3 separate regions of the Sus scrofa genome follow, and regions 2 and 3 are each linked to region 1. The links are chromatin contacts, called in public Hi-C maps. All regions are on one chromosome and are shown on one strand. The core of a region is the stretch at or near the end of the contact, and the rest is flanking DNA. Distances in the headings are between cores, read along the strand shown. Region 1 holds the start of ANTXR1 (anthrax toxin receptor 1). Region 2 overlaps ANTXR1 (anthrax toxin receptor 1). Region 3 overlaps ANTXR1 (anthrax toxin receptor 1).

Region 1 (4,589 bases), core at 643-3,142:
TGTATAGCAAAGTGACATAGATAGATATTCTTTTTCAGATTCTATTCCATCATGTTTTATTACAATATAGTGAATATAGTTCCCTGTACTCTACAGCAGGACTTTGTTGTTTATCTCTTTAATATGCAGTAGTGTGTATCTGCTAATCCCAAACTCCTCATTTGTCCTTTCCCCCCACTTTCCCCTTTGGTAACCATAATTTTGTTTTCTATGTCTGTGAGTCTGTTTCTTTTCCATGAAAAAGTTCATGAGTATCTTATTTTAGATTCCACATATAAGTGATATCATGATATTTGTTTTTCTCTGTCTGACTTAACTTCATTTAGTATGATAGTTGCTAGGTCCATCCATGTTGCTGCAAATGGCATTATTTCATAATTTTTTGTGGCTTAGTAATATTCCATTGTAATATATACCACATCTCCTTTATCCATTCATCTGTTGATGGACACTTAGGTTGCTTCCATGTCTTGGCTATAGTAAACAGTGCTGCTGTGAATACTTGGGTCATACATCTCAATATCACAAAAAAACAACCCAATCAAAAAATGGGCAGAAGACCTCAATAGACATTTCTCCAAAAAAGGCATATAGCTGGCCAACAAGCACATGAAAGTATGCTCAACATCACTAATTATTAAAGAAACATAAACCAAAACTACAATGAGGTACCACCTCACACTGGCCAGAATGACCATCATTAAGAAGTCCACACCTAATAAATGCTGGAGAGGGTGTGGATAAAAGGGAACCCTCCTACACTGTTGGTGGGTATGTCAATAGGTACAGCCACTATGGAAAACAGTATGGAGGTTCCTTACAAAACTAAATATAGAGTTGCCATATGATCTTGAAATCCCACTCCTGGGCATATATCTGGAGAAAACTTACTCAAAAAGATACATGCACAATGTCTGTTAAGACCTAGTCTCAGAAGCCACACATCATCATTTCTGCAGTATCATTAATTACACACAGATCAGTCTCATTTTGTGTAGGAGGGGAGGTGTGAATACTGGGAGATAGGAACTTGAGACAGGCTAGTGCAATGTATTATGGATCGCCAAAATTTAGAGACTCTCAGGTGGGGTGGTGGGGGGAAGATGAGTGTCTGGAGAAATAATCCTGGAAAACAGAGCATGAGGGTGTACTGAGGATTCCCATAGAGGAAGACACATGGAACTAAAATTGAGTTCCTGCGAGGAACTCACAGCCCACTATAAGGAGGATCCTTCGCTTTAGGAAGGCTAGCACAGGGCTTCCTGGCCAGGCTCAAACTGCTTGGAAGCTTCACCTTCTTGTAAGCTGTTTACGTCCTCTTCCCTAAATCAAAGATTGGGTGAAAAAATTATTAAAGTTCACAGGCTGAAAAGAACTTATCCCAGAATTCCTAAAATCTGGAGTCTGAGGCCATGTAGCATGCTTAATTCTTCCATGTTGGCAAAAGCCTTCTGTTTTCAGCCACATGACCACACCCCAGCAGTCTCTTTTATGATCTGCGATAAGTGTACAGTAAGGTCACTTGGATGATTCAGATAACAAAGGCCCCTTCTTCTCCACTCCTTTGCCCAACATCTTGTTTGCAAAGGTCCCAGCCTGGGGTCAGAGCCCTAGTGCTTGGAGTAGGTTCTCATCAAATGTTTACAGTGACCTTATCAGCGGACATAGGACAAATAAGGAAAGGGCAAGAACAAAAAGGCTAGTGAGTGAGAAAGAACTAGGCATGAGGAAGAGGTCATGGAGAGTGAAAGGGAAGATGCCTGAGAAAGAGGAAGAATATGAAAACGTGCACAGCCACGCTCCCTTGAACACCAAAGAGTGCTTTCACCGCCCTTGACCACAAGGTGGCACCCTTTGAACTTCCTTCCGCCATCAAAATAAGAAAGGGGGTAGAGAGGAGGGAGAAAAGCACTCCCCCAAGCAAGAACAATTTGAAAACCCACCCCATAATATTTAAAATCTGGGACAAAGAACCATCCGGACGCAACTGCTTCAACTGCAAAACCTCAGCGCTGCCTCCGGAGCGGCCCGTCGGCCAGAGTCAGGAGCAGCCCCTTTAAAAAAGCGGAGTACAGTATTGGGATTCTTGAAACCTGAAACCTAGAAACAGAATCGAAGCGGAAACCAGAAGGAAAACCTTGAACTCCTCCAGACAATTGCTTCCGGGGAGTTTCGGGAGAGCGAGGGGGAATAAAGGGCCCGAGAGGAGGGCCCCTCGGATGGCGCGCCCCTGAGGGTCCTGGCGACTTAGAGGAGCGTGGGAAGGAGAGGACCCTACCCTCTCCCTGGGCTGCAGGACATGGCCACCGTGGAGCAGAAAGCTCTGGGCATTGGCTTCAAGTGTCTCTCTTTGGCCACTTTTGTGCTCATCTGCGCCGGGCAAGGGGGACGCAGGGAAGAAGGGGGTCCAGCCTGCTACGGGGGATTTGACCTGTACTTCATTTTGGACAAGTAAGTGCCACGAGTTGTTCCAATCTAGGCTAAGCCGATGATGCTTTCTCCCCGGGCTGGGCTCCTCGGCAGGGTCGCTTTAGGACAGGCGCGCATCTCCAGGGACCGAGAGCGGCCGCGGGAGGTGGCGGTGGCCTCAGCGCTGCGCCTTTGTCGCCGCTGGAGCGCGCTTCCCCATCCTCCCCCGCTGCCTGAGCCCGCAGGGCAGGCTTGTATGCGGGACAACTTCTGTGCTTTGCTTTTTGCGACCGAGGCGCCTGAGTTTGAGGATAGGAGTGAGAGTATGCTGTAGACCTATTGCGTTTCTCTGAACGCTTTCCGTTTGCTTTAGAAACCTTGGTGAGAAAAGCTTGCTTACGGGAGGTAGAACTTTAAGGTACTTCTAAAGTAAGAGGCTTTTCAAAACCAATCATCTCCTTTTGAAAAACTTTGCCTTACATATTGCTTTGCTTTTGTTCCTAATAATATAATGCAGGCTGACTGCTCGGTTAGTGAAAATATAAAGGGAATTTCTCCCTTCAGCAGCATTCCTCCCTTCAGAGGCTGGGAAATTCTTTGTTGTGGGCACGTCCTGTGTTGCAGGGTTTTCGGCAGCATCCCTGGCCTCTCTCCGCTAGGTGCTGGTAATACCCCCCGCCAGAACCCCCCACCCCGCTGCCCCCACCGATCTCTCCGTGGTGACAACCAAAAGTGTCTCCAGACGTTGCCGAAAGTCCCCTGCAGCTATATTCCTCCGCCCTCTGGGCTTGAGAAACCCTGATGTTGGCAAATTCAAGTTCTGGCGATTTGACTGGTGGGCTACCAGGGAGGAGCAGGAGCCCTGGTTTCTTTCTGAAAATGGATTCGGCTTCAGGGCTGTGTTCAAGGGAGATCTGAACTCTGACCAATGAAACACTTTCCCAAGCCCCCTTAGATTTGCCAAGCCAGTCATTCACAGAGGTTGCATACTATACACTCAAACCCAGTGTTAACAATAAAAAGCCCCTCAGAGAAGTTCGGAGCTCAGGAAAACTGTGTGTGAGCTCCCCAGTGCCAGGACAGGCGCTTGCTGCTACAGTGGTGGGGAGATGAATTTCACAGACTGGAAAGTATTTGGGAGTTGGAAAAAGAGTCCTGCAAAATAAGCTGGCCAGCTAGACACCAAATGTGCTTTGCAGTTGCCCCTGGAGTTTGATTTTTTTCCATAAAGGCTGTTTTGAACTCCAGATTCTTTGGATGAAAAGTGAGATCTCTTTCTTGCAGATTTATGAGAAGGTGGATACTGAAAATATCCTCCAATGCTAAGAAATGGAATTTCTCTTCTTTCTGCTAGTGGCTACGGCTCACAGAGTCAGAGACTGTGTCTGAAAATAGTCAGAGATGTCCATTATGGTGCTTTAAAAAAAAAAAAAGAAAGAAAGAAAAGCCAGTTCAGAAGGACATAGAGGAAGACTTAAATAAATGGACAGAAACACCATGTTCCTGAATGGAATAATTCCAGACTATAGAGATAGCAACTCTTCCCAAATTAATTTATAAGTTAAGCTTTAAAGTCAGAGTTCTGAAAGAGTTTATCTTGGAGGTGAGAGGGGTTTAGCAAAATGATTCTAAGGTTTATCTTAGAGAAAAGAGCAGGCAAGAAAGAGCTGAAACATTTTGGGAAAAGAATAATGAAGAAGTACTTATATGTCGAAGTATTAAAATGTATTGTAAGACAAATTGATAAAAACAGGATGGGAAAAGCCATAGAATGGGTGGACAGGATAGAAAATCTAGAAACAGATCCAAGGATGTGTAAGCATTTAGCAGAAGTTCAAATGAGGAATGAATTCATTATTTTTAAAAATGATTCTTGGACAAGAGGTTGGTAACATGCCAAAGAAAAAGGTTACATTTCTACTTTAACCTCTCACCCCCAATGCCAAAATAAATTCCAAGAGGACTGAAAATTTAAGGGTTTAAAATGAAATGATGAAAGACCTAGAAGAAAATTTAGATGGATATGACTATAATCTTAAATTTAGAGCTTTTAAAACAGGGTAGAAACATACAGAAACTACCAAAAATTTAAATATATTACAAGCTTACACTTCTATCAGTGGAAGAAATGCCATAACTAAAAGATAACAAGTTACAAAAACTTTTGCAACATAAATTCA
Region 2 (4,589 bases), core at 526-3,025, 190 kb after region 1:
GAGAACATAAATTTTCACAAAACTTGCTCTTATTTCTATGCCCTCAGACTTCGTTTTGGTGGCAATGTGAGCTGGCACCTTTTCTGTAACTTCCTGGATATTTTATTGTAAGTTGGGGCAGAGTGCCCAGGAGCTATCAGCCATATGTGCTATTAAAGCAGAAGCCCTGGAGCAGTGCAGTCTTGGAAGGGCAGAACAGGACTTGGGTTTACTCTGGGTCAGCCCAGAAGCCAGAGCTAGAGCAGAGGCAGAAGTTACAGTGAAATCCATTTCATCTTAAAGGATCAAAGGAAGTTTCAGCAACAAAATGGGCAGGATTCCTGGGCTTGTTACATGTTACTAAAGATAGATAAAACCAGTTAAAGGAGTTCTCGTCATGGCTCAGCCATTAACAAATCTGACTAGCATCCGTGAGGACGAAGGTTCAGTCCCTGTCCTTGCTCAGTGAGTTGCTGTGAGCTGTGGTATAGGTTGCAGACGCGGCTTGGATCCTGTGTTGCTGTGGCGTAGGACAGCAGCTGTAGCTCCTATTCCACCCCTAGCCTGGGAACCTCCATGTGCCGCGGGTGCAGCTCTAAAAAGCAAAACCAAAAAAAAAAAAAAAAAAAAAAAAAAAAAAAACCTCATTTAAACCACTGGGCCAGAATTAGAGGAGAGGATTCCTGTAGCAGATCAGCAGTTCTCAATTCTCAATCTTGAGCACAGGATCATCTGGAAGTTTTGTTATAGCACAGGTCTGGGGCAGGGCCTGGGAATTAGCATTTCTAACAAACGCCAATGCTGCTGGTCTGGGTACCAAATTTTGGAACCAATGAGATAAATGGAACTAGATGGACCTTCGAGAACCCTCTAACCCTGACAGCTTGAGATTCGAAGTCAGCATTTCAATGCTTATTTGACCACCAGCATCTACTTCCCTGTGTTTCCCCAGAGAACACCTTATTGACATAACTGGGGAATAACTACTCTAGCTGAAGTCACAATACTAAGTCGCATCCAATTGTAGAGAAATCTGGCCAGGAGCAGACACTTTTGTTCCTAGATTACTAATTTCAAACACAGAAATGTCGGGGAAGTTCAGAGACCTGAGTTCATGGCATCGAGTGATTTTTTTTCAACCTGGTTGCCTATCGTGATCCTCTGGGGGAGCTTTAAAGCCCTGATGCCAGGTCCCACCCCAAAGGTTCTACTTAATTTGTCTGGGATGAAGTCTGGATGATCGGGATTTTAAAAGCTCCCCAGGTCATTCTAATGGGCAACTAAGGTTGAGAGTCAGTGATCTCGTTTGATTTCCTGTTTCTCATGCCAGACGGCCTCTTCTCTGTCCTTCTTGGACCGATTTGAAGGCAACTCCCTCTATTCCTTCAGGACCTCAACTCCTTTGTCTCGTAGGCATGTGGAAAATGGGTGATTCCAATCTTCATGTGCTCTCAACTGTCCCTTTCCTATCTGGAAGGCACCTAACATTGATTCCACCTGTGTTGTTGTTACTGCTTTTGGACAAAGCAGATGGAAGAGAAAAACTATAACTCTGCCTCTTCTGTCTTTTCCGGATGGAATTCAATCAATACCTCAACCCATTGAAACTCTCCGCAGTCATTTTTTCCCCAGCTTTAACCTCTCACCCCCTGCACGCGCCCTGGCAGGAGTCACTAGGGTTGGATGTCTCCTTTGTTTTCAGCTCCTCGTTTCTCCCAGATCTGGCGCTGGGAGGCTGGTACATTCCATTACTATCAGCAAGAACAAAATACAAGGCACATTCTGAGCTTGTTTTGCAAGGCTGGGCCTCCTTGCCATCAGAAGAGACCCAGGAAACCCACACACACACGTAAATGTACATAAACAACGTTAGAAACTCATCCGAAGCACAGCCCCAGGGATTGTGCAATCTTCTGCCCGAGTTCCAGCCCCGGGGCTGCCATCTGCACAGCTGTTTCCAATAAAGGACCTGGGCCGGTCACATGGGTCCCCGTGCCTCCCTGCTGCCGCAGAAGCGAGAATCACCCGGGCAGGTTATCTCTGAGGGGAAGAGAGTGTCCTCAGCCCAGTCCTTCGAAAGCAGATGAGCCTCCTGTAACATAAACAGACTCAGAGAAAGCATCCCCGCTCCGTTTCTCTCTTCCCCGTTTCCCCCTCCTTCACGCTCCCTGCATCACCTTCTCCTCCTTCCTTCTTTACCTTGGCTGCCTCCCCTCAAACATGGTCCCAGTGGACTTCTGTTGTGAGGGAGTTCCCCTCGTGGCTCAGTGGGTTATGAACCCAACTAGTATCCATGAGGATGGAGGTTCAATCCCTGGCCCCGCTCAGGGGGTTAAAGGATCTGGTCTTTGCCGTGAGCTGTAGGTGTAGGTCACAGATGTTGCTGGGATCCCAGGTTGCAGTGGCTGTGGCATAGGCTGGCAGCTGCAGCTCCAATTTGACCCCTAGCCTGGGAACCTCCATGTGCCACAGATGTGGCCCTAAAAGGCAAAAAAAAAAATTTTTTAATCTATTGTGCTCCCAATAAGAATCCATCTAATCCAGTGCTGGGCACTAGGGGTGCCAATTGGAATAGGACTTAATTCTGGCTTCCTGGAGTTCAGTGTATGATTTGAAAGAGAAGAGTGGGTCAAGCATTGTATTAATTGCAGATGGTTATAGAAGCACAGATCCATCCACAATTACAGGGAAGAATTATGCTCTCCATCTTATGGAGCAGAAATTGAGCCTCAGAGGAGGTTATTAACTTTCCCAAGGACACACAGCCAGCTTCAAGGCGTGTTCTATCCCCATACCTTGTGTGCCAGCTCCAGCACAAAGCCTGGAGCTTTGCACCTAAATTTAGGTGTTAGATCTGGGGCTTAATTCAGGACTAACAGACTTGAAGTCCATACTTGGGATTCCTTAAATTTTTCATGCATTTGATAGATACCCGTTGAACACTCTCTATGAGATGAGCACTAAGGTTATGCTGGCTGCTCACCAATTAATAAGATGTGATGCTGCCCTTGAGAAGCAGGGACAAATGGTAAGGCCCCAAACACCACCTGTGTGCAAGGCTTTTCTCAACCCAGGAGAGCATTTCACCAGCCACGGGGGCAAAAGAAGCTCTAGAAGCGGCCTTTAAGCTGAGACCAGAGAGGAGCTGTGGAGAGAGGCTATTCTAGCAAGAGGGAAGCTTGAGCAAGGATCTGGAGGTCACCTGTGGCTCCTTCCAGGTGTTTTAAGCAGAGCTGTGATCAGATAGTGTTTTAGAAAAGTTACGCTGGCTGCAGCATGGAGCTGATGGCAGCCTGGCCAGAGGTGGTGGAGGGAGGAGGAAAGAGTCCAGATTGAGGAGATGTTGAGGAAACAGAATGACGGGGTTTGATAACTGGCTGAGATGGAGGATGGGAGGGAGGGGTGTCTGGAGGACCTCCAGGGTTTGGTCCAAGCTGGCTGTGTCTCCGTTAACCAGGAGGAGGGCACAGAAAGAGCTTTGAAGGGGAAGGGAGATGAGGACTTACCGAGTGTGAGGTACCTGTGGGACAGCCAGGCAGAGATGGCCAGGAGCAGGGCGTGGACCACGGAGCAGCTAAGGCACAAACTCCAGAGATGCTCACTCCCAGGGCCTTACACATGTAGCGTGGTCACCTGCAGGACCTGAGGGAAAGTATCTCCTGAAAGTGTGTGCCTTGACTGCCCCACTGGGCTCCCCCTGGTCCCGATCTGTGCAGGACACAGTTTGCTCTGCTCAAAGCTCTGAGCCAGAGGCAACGATGTAAGAGTCATCAGACTGGTGGTTGAGACCAATGTGAATAGATGCAGAGCCCAGGGGAGTGTGGCGAGAGAGAAGGGAAATCGGCTAAGGGCTGAGCTTTGCTCACATCCTTTGAGGCAGGGTGAGGAAAGAAAAAGAAGGACAAGAAGAAAACTAAGAAGGACCACCCCGAGAGAGGGAAGGTGTGACAGGAGCGTCTTGGGTCATGGAAGCCGAGGAAAGATGGTACATCACAGAGGAAGGCGGGATCCACAGCATCAAGTGTGGGAAATGTAGGTGCAAGCTGACCACAATCCTTGAATGAGATTAACAGAAGGAACGTGGGAGTGATCTTGGCGCTCTAGGCTGAGTGCAGTGAGGGGGGCAGGAGTGAGGCTTGGTGGAGAATGGGGTGGGGGGAGGGGAGAGCCAAAGCAGTAGCTAGAGGAGAACTGGGGTGTATAGGGCTCTTTGTTATTAAGGTGGAGGACTTGAGCATCATTAAGAGCTCGAGACAGAAGTCCAGGAGGGAAAGAGATTGAAGAGCTCATTGATGGAGAACAGGACACCCTAAGAGGACTTAAAGGACCCAGAGGCCAGAAAATGGCACTCTGCCTTAGTGACCTGGGTGGAGAAGCCCAAGATGGGCTCCCAGGTATGGGCGAGAGGACAGGAAGCAGAGGCACCCCGTCCATGGCCTCCGTCTTCCCTTTGATGATCTGGCTGAGTGGGCAGGTGGAGGTAGAGTGTCTGAGGGGAAGATGAGGAAGAAACCAGCCCTTGGAATCCCATCTGTCCTGGGGGGTCAGCACTTTCTGCAGGTCCACCTCATGCAAGAGATGGTGATTTGGGATGCAGTGTTGCAAGCAAT
Region 3 (4,589 bases), core at 1,359-3,858, 170 kb after region 1:
AGACAAATTGAACTCCTTTATAGCAGCAGGCCTGGTGCCTTTCACAGATGTGTCTACACAGACAGCCAGACTAGCCTCCCATTCTGGAGGGGTGAAGGGCCAAGCTACTGCCAGGCATCTTTTTTCCCGTGGACATTTGACACACACTGATACACACACACACAAACACATAATTCGAGGGCGAGCATACACATTTACTTCAATCAGAAGTTCTAGAACAGACCCAGAATTCAGTAGTTTAAAAGGAACATTGCTTTTAAAAAAAAAAAAACAAGCACATAATTCTTTATTGAAGAACGTAGGACGGTCATTGTGTGGGCCTTAATCATTGTGTGTGTGAACAGATATGACGGTGTCACGACATGTCCGTTAAGTCAGTTGGAATTTTTTTTGTATTTACACGCACATGTCACTGGATTTTTCTGACTCACCAATTCACTTCTAGGAATTCATCTCCAAGACTGACATTGAAGGTTACCTCTAAGACTTCAGATGAGACAACACAGCCAGATCTATTTGAGATCTGCCCTTCAGAGCCTCTTAGGCCTGGGAGTTTCTGTGACCTTAGTCCTTTATTTCATGTCATCACTCTCACAAAACTTACTCCCCTATAAATGTAAACAAGCTTGTTGACAGCTGTCTTCTCTGTATTTTTCTCAAAATGTAACACTGTGCAGTGGGGGCTCAACTACAGTTGCTTGAGTGAGTGAAGAAAGGAACAGGCAAATACAGGGCCCTTGTTTGGGGCTACAGGGCTCATCATAAGGGTTAAATTATGTCACAGTTTAGTGAAGTTTTCAATGAATTCAAAGTCTGATTTAAAACTATTTTCTTGGACTCGATTCTGTTTCAGTTGCCGTCTCCTTTCCATAGATAGCTCCCACTGGTACCCACAGTGAATTGGAGGTTGAGAGCCTATTTGTGTCAAACTGTCCATCTAGCTCTTCTGCCAAATGGATATCAGAGAAGCAAGAATGTTAAAGAACTTGTAGGGAGTTCCCTTTGTGGCTCAGCAGTTAATGAACCCGTCTAGGATCCGTGAGGATGTGGGTTTGATCCCTGGCTTCGCTCAGTGGGTTAAGGATCCAGCCTTGCTGTGAACTGTGGTATAGGCTGCAGATGCGGCTCGGATCCCTGGTTGCTGTGGCTGTGGCATAGGCTGGTGGCTACAGCTCTGATTAGACCCCTAGCCTGGGAACCTCCATATGCTGCAGGTGCGCCCCTAAAAAGAAAAAAAAAAAAAAAAACTTGTGGACTGAGTCTCAGAGGGCCACCATACACACAACTCCAGGGGGCACTATTCACATCGCAGTCTGTAGGGAGGGGTGATCTCACCCACTCTGCTCACTGATTTGCTTACTAGCTAGTAATTAAATATTTGTTGAGTGAATGAAGATCAATACAAGGAACCGTGGCAAACACATGAAGGGAGCATAGAATTCCTGGGGAATGATGGGGCTCTTTACAGAATAAGTTACATTCAAGCAATTTCTTAAAAGATGGGCAGAAAGGAGAGACTCGTGTTCCAAGCATATGGAGCTGTGAATGTTGAAGCTTGGAGCTACACAAAAGCCTGGCATGACTGGAAAGATGGGAGAGTTTCAGTGTGTGAGGACAGCATAATCCAGTTATAGGCTAACCAAATGTGTGTATCAGACTTCATCTTTTGCAACTATTTTTTCATTAAGCAGAGCTCTGACTGACAGCATGCCCAGGTCTGCCTGAGGACAAGCAGTCAGAATGGGCCTCTACGAATATATATGAGTAATGGGCTGCCACTTGTGTTACCCAAACATCAGCCGACTGGATGTCTGGGGCCACCACATCCTTTAAGATTTAAACATGACTTCCCCTAATAGGAAACCAGCATCCCTCCCTAATCTCTGCGGTTTCTCCAGGCACCACTGACTCTTCTTGCTTCTTCTGTGTTATCTCCTTTCCTTCATTTGCTAGACACCATCTAACCCAATTCCTCCACTCCCCAAAGCCACCGATGGCACAAGGCCATCTGCGTAGGAAGTTTTACTGAAGATTTAAAAGTACGAGTGAGTTACAACACAGTGCAGCCAATTAATAACTTCCGACAGAATATTAAACAGCCCCTTCTTTACCCTCTTGTCTTTCCACTCCTGGAATGTTCTCGTGATGTCCTCAGGCCCTGGCAGTTTCCTGGAGTTCAGGTCTACGCTTTTGCTCATCTTCTACTGGACTGCCCACAAACCCCTGAGTCCTGTTGACTCAGAGCAATTCAGCTTATCCAGTTCCTCCTCCATTTATCATAGAGGATTTCTGTCCTGGTGGGTTTTCCCCTCCCTGCTATGTCCTGAAAGGACAGTACGACCAGGGGGACTCCCCCTAAAGCCCTTCTGTTTAATTAGATCTAGAGATTCACCTCAGATGCCACCAGTTCTGTTCATGGAATTGCTGGGGATGACTTTAGTCCCTCAGTTTTTGGCCAAATGAAAGAAAAAAAAAAAAAAAAACATCAAAGATTCCCTTGAATTCTGAAGATTGCAAAACCCTCCCTTCTCAGAATGCGTAAACAGAGCCATGGTAACTGCAGGGAAATTCTGACTCTCCCTTTGGTCAAACCCTGGGCCTTTGTGTTGTCCTTTGCTGTTGTTGTTTGAGTTTGGCAGGCGAGCTCGGGTCAGGGGATCAGAGGCAGGCTTGGTGGATCAGGAGCGCGTGGAACTGCTGCGGTCTCGGCATTTCCTGTGTGGGCTACTGGCCTCTGCACATGCGCAGAGGGCCAGCCCAGCCTGGGTACCCAGGCAGCATGATGAACTAGAGAAAGGCGAGAGGGCAGATCCGTGTGCGAATACGGGAGGAAATCCTGCACAAGGCATCAGCAAGCCAGATCAGAGCCTCACTCTGCTGAACTCTTCATTTCTCTGGATCCGACTGTCCTCTTCTGTGCAACGCAGAGGCTCAGTTGAATGCTTTCTAACGTTTGTGCTCCTGTCATTCAAGAAATTAGGAAGCTCATATGACCACTCCAGTCTGCTATTGCATAGAGTAGCTTTATTCTTGGAATTTCTTACATTCTCGGTGCTGCTCTGTTCAGTTTAGGGTGACTTAATTTCAGAGAAGTCCTTTGAAAACGGCCCTAGACCAGGGATACCCAGGCTTTTTGAAGCCATATTTCATATATGACACACAAACACACTCTGCTGGTAAAGTTTAACCATGTGTGGAAAATATCTAAGTCCCTGGTTGACAGCAGAAGCTTTCTGAAATTATAAGATAAAATACTGTGAACTATAGTGTTTTCTTTCTTGGGTTTTTATTTTTTTTGCTTAATTTTCATTTATTATTTTGCTATATTTTGTAGTCAGACATCTTCAAAATTGCAGCTACAAAGGGTGAGATGTTGAAAACTAGCATTTACTTGAAAGTATCAAAGGATTAGAAAAGCAAAATGCAAAGGGACAAAATCGAGAACTTTGTCAACACTGAGAAGCAATCAAACAAGAGTTTGGCTGCTTGGGCTCAAGTCCAGCTTCTCCACATCCAGCCTGGGTCACTAAGTCATTTAACCTCTCTATTCCCCATCTCTAAAATGGGTGTAAATGCACCACCTACCACACTGGCTACTTGTGAGATGACTGGGCTAATATAGGCCAAGCACTCAGAAGAGGGAGCAGCACATGCGTGGTAAAGGATATATAAACTGAGCTGTGGTTATCACAAATTCAATTATTGAGCACCTATGTGTTCCAGGCTCTGCATAAGACTTAGAATGCAAGAGTCAACAGAATCCACTGTGCCCTCAGGGCTCACTGTCCCACATCTAAGAAGGACAGATAAGTTTAAAAGAAACACAGAGAAATTGACCTGTTCTAGTCAGCTGCCAGAATATTGGAAGTCCTCTGGTCAGCTATGATCATTGTCCTTCAGATATATTCATTTTTTTTAATGTTTAAAAAGAAGCCTGCCAAGTTCCCGTCATGGTGCAGTGGAAACAAATCAGACTAGGATTTGTTCAATCCCTGGCCTCTCTCAGGGGGTTAAGCATCTGGCATTGCTGTGAGCTGTGGTGTAGGTCACAGACGCGGCTCGGATCCCGAGTTGCTGTGGCTGTGGTGTGGGCAGGCAGCTGTAGCTCCGATTGGACCCCTAGCCTAGGCACCTCCATATGCCACATAAATAAAAAGAAAGAAAGAAAGAAGACTGCCCATTGCAAGCGCAGCAGTTCAGCCTGGGAGTCTTAACATGCTGTATGTTATGGTTTTGTTTTGTCACCTCTGGCTCTGATCTCTCTTCTGCTGACCCTTGCTTTGGACCTTGCCCCTTTGTGAGACGCCCCTTTCCACACAGTAGTGGCCCCACATGGGACTCCGCTCTGCCTCCCCAAATGCCTCCAATGTAAGGCTGTGGGAAGCAGGCTTGGTCTGAGCTCATTCTGCGCTGCAGCCCCCTTTTCCAGCTTCCGTTCCCTATCCAAAAGGGAAACTAGGTCACCACCCAACAGACCATCCATGACCATAGATGGTGAGTTTTTCTCCCCACATCAGGAGCAATCACAGTACCAAAATGAGGAACAGTTTTGCTAATTATCCTTCCCCTTTTCTAGCCACAAACTTACA

What was found. Hi-C and Micro-C count contacts between places; a contact is called where the count stands out from the background.
Region 2: a Hi-C map of omental adipose tissue shows a contact between it and region 1, with 1.7 times the contacts expected there. The contact joins the enhancer-like site here to the promoter of ANTXR1 in region 1. A contact is called at or near these places in 8 of 47 Hi-C or Micro-C datasets (alveolar macrophages, embryonic fibroblasts, fetal heart ventricle and 5 more) and 2 of 2 datasets of contacts at active chromatin or transcription factors (alveolar macrophages and skeletal muscle).
Region 3: a Hi-C map of retroperitoneal adipose tissue shows a contact between it and region 1, with 2.0 times the contacts expected there. The contact joins the enhancer-like site here to the promoter of ANTXR1 in region 1. A contact is called at or near these places in 2 of 5 promoter capture datasets (liver and skeletal muscle), 18 of 47 Hi-C or Micro-C datasets (alveolar macrophages, brain, embryonic fibroblasts and 11 more) and 2 of 2 datasets of contacts at active chromatin or transcription factors (alveolar macrophages and skeletal muscle).

The regions. Positions count from the first base shown.
Region 1 is chr3:73,395,682-73,400,270 of Sscrofa11.1, reverse strand. ANTXR1 (anthrax toxin receptor 1) reads left to right here and starts at 1,892. Exons shown (of 18, transcript XM_003125066.6): 1 at 1,892-2,451. The coding sequence starts at 2,300.
Region 2 is chr3:73,203,362-73,207,950 of Sscrofa11.1, reverse strand. All of the region lies in intron 17 of ANTXR1 (anthrax toxin receptor 1), which reads left to right. Among named protein-coding and RNA genes, the nearest start is that of GFPT1, 180 kb to the right of the region's middle. Within about 2 kb of position 1,775, at least 15 of the 83 cell types and tissues checked have an H3K27ac peak or open chromatin away from gene starts, as enhancers often do. A contact at or near this core is called in omental adipose tissue and retroperitoneal adipose tissue, where this site is marked.
Region 3 is chr3:73,226,755-73,231,343 of Sscrofa11.1, reverse strand. The region is part of intron 14 of ANTXR1 (anthrax toxin receptor 1); the gene reads left to right. Among named protein-coding and RNA genes, the nearest start is that of ANTXR1, 170 kb to the left of the region's middle. Within about 2 kb of position 2,608, at least 30 of the 83 cell types and tissues checked have an H3K27ac peak or open chromatin away from gene starts, as enhancers often do. A contact at or near this core is called in alveolar macrophages, embryonic fibroblasts, fetal liver and 4 more, where this site is marked.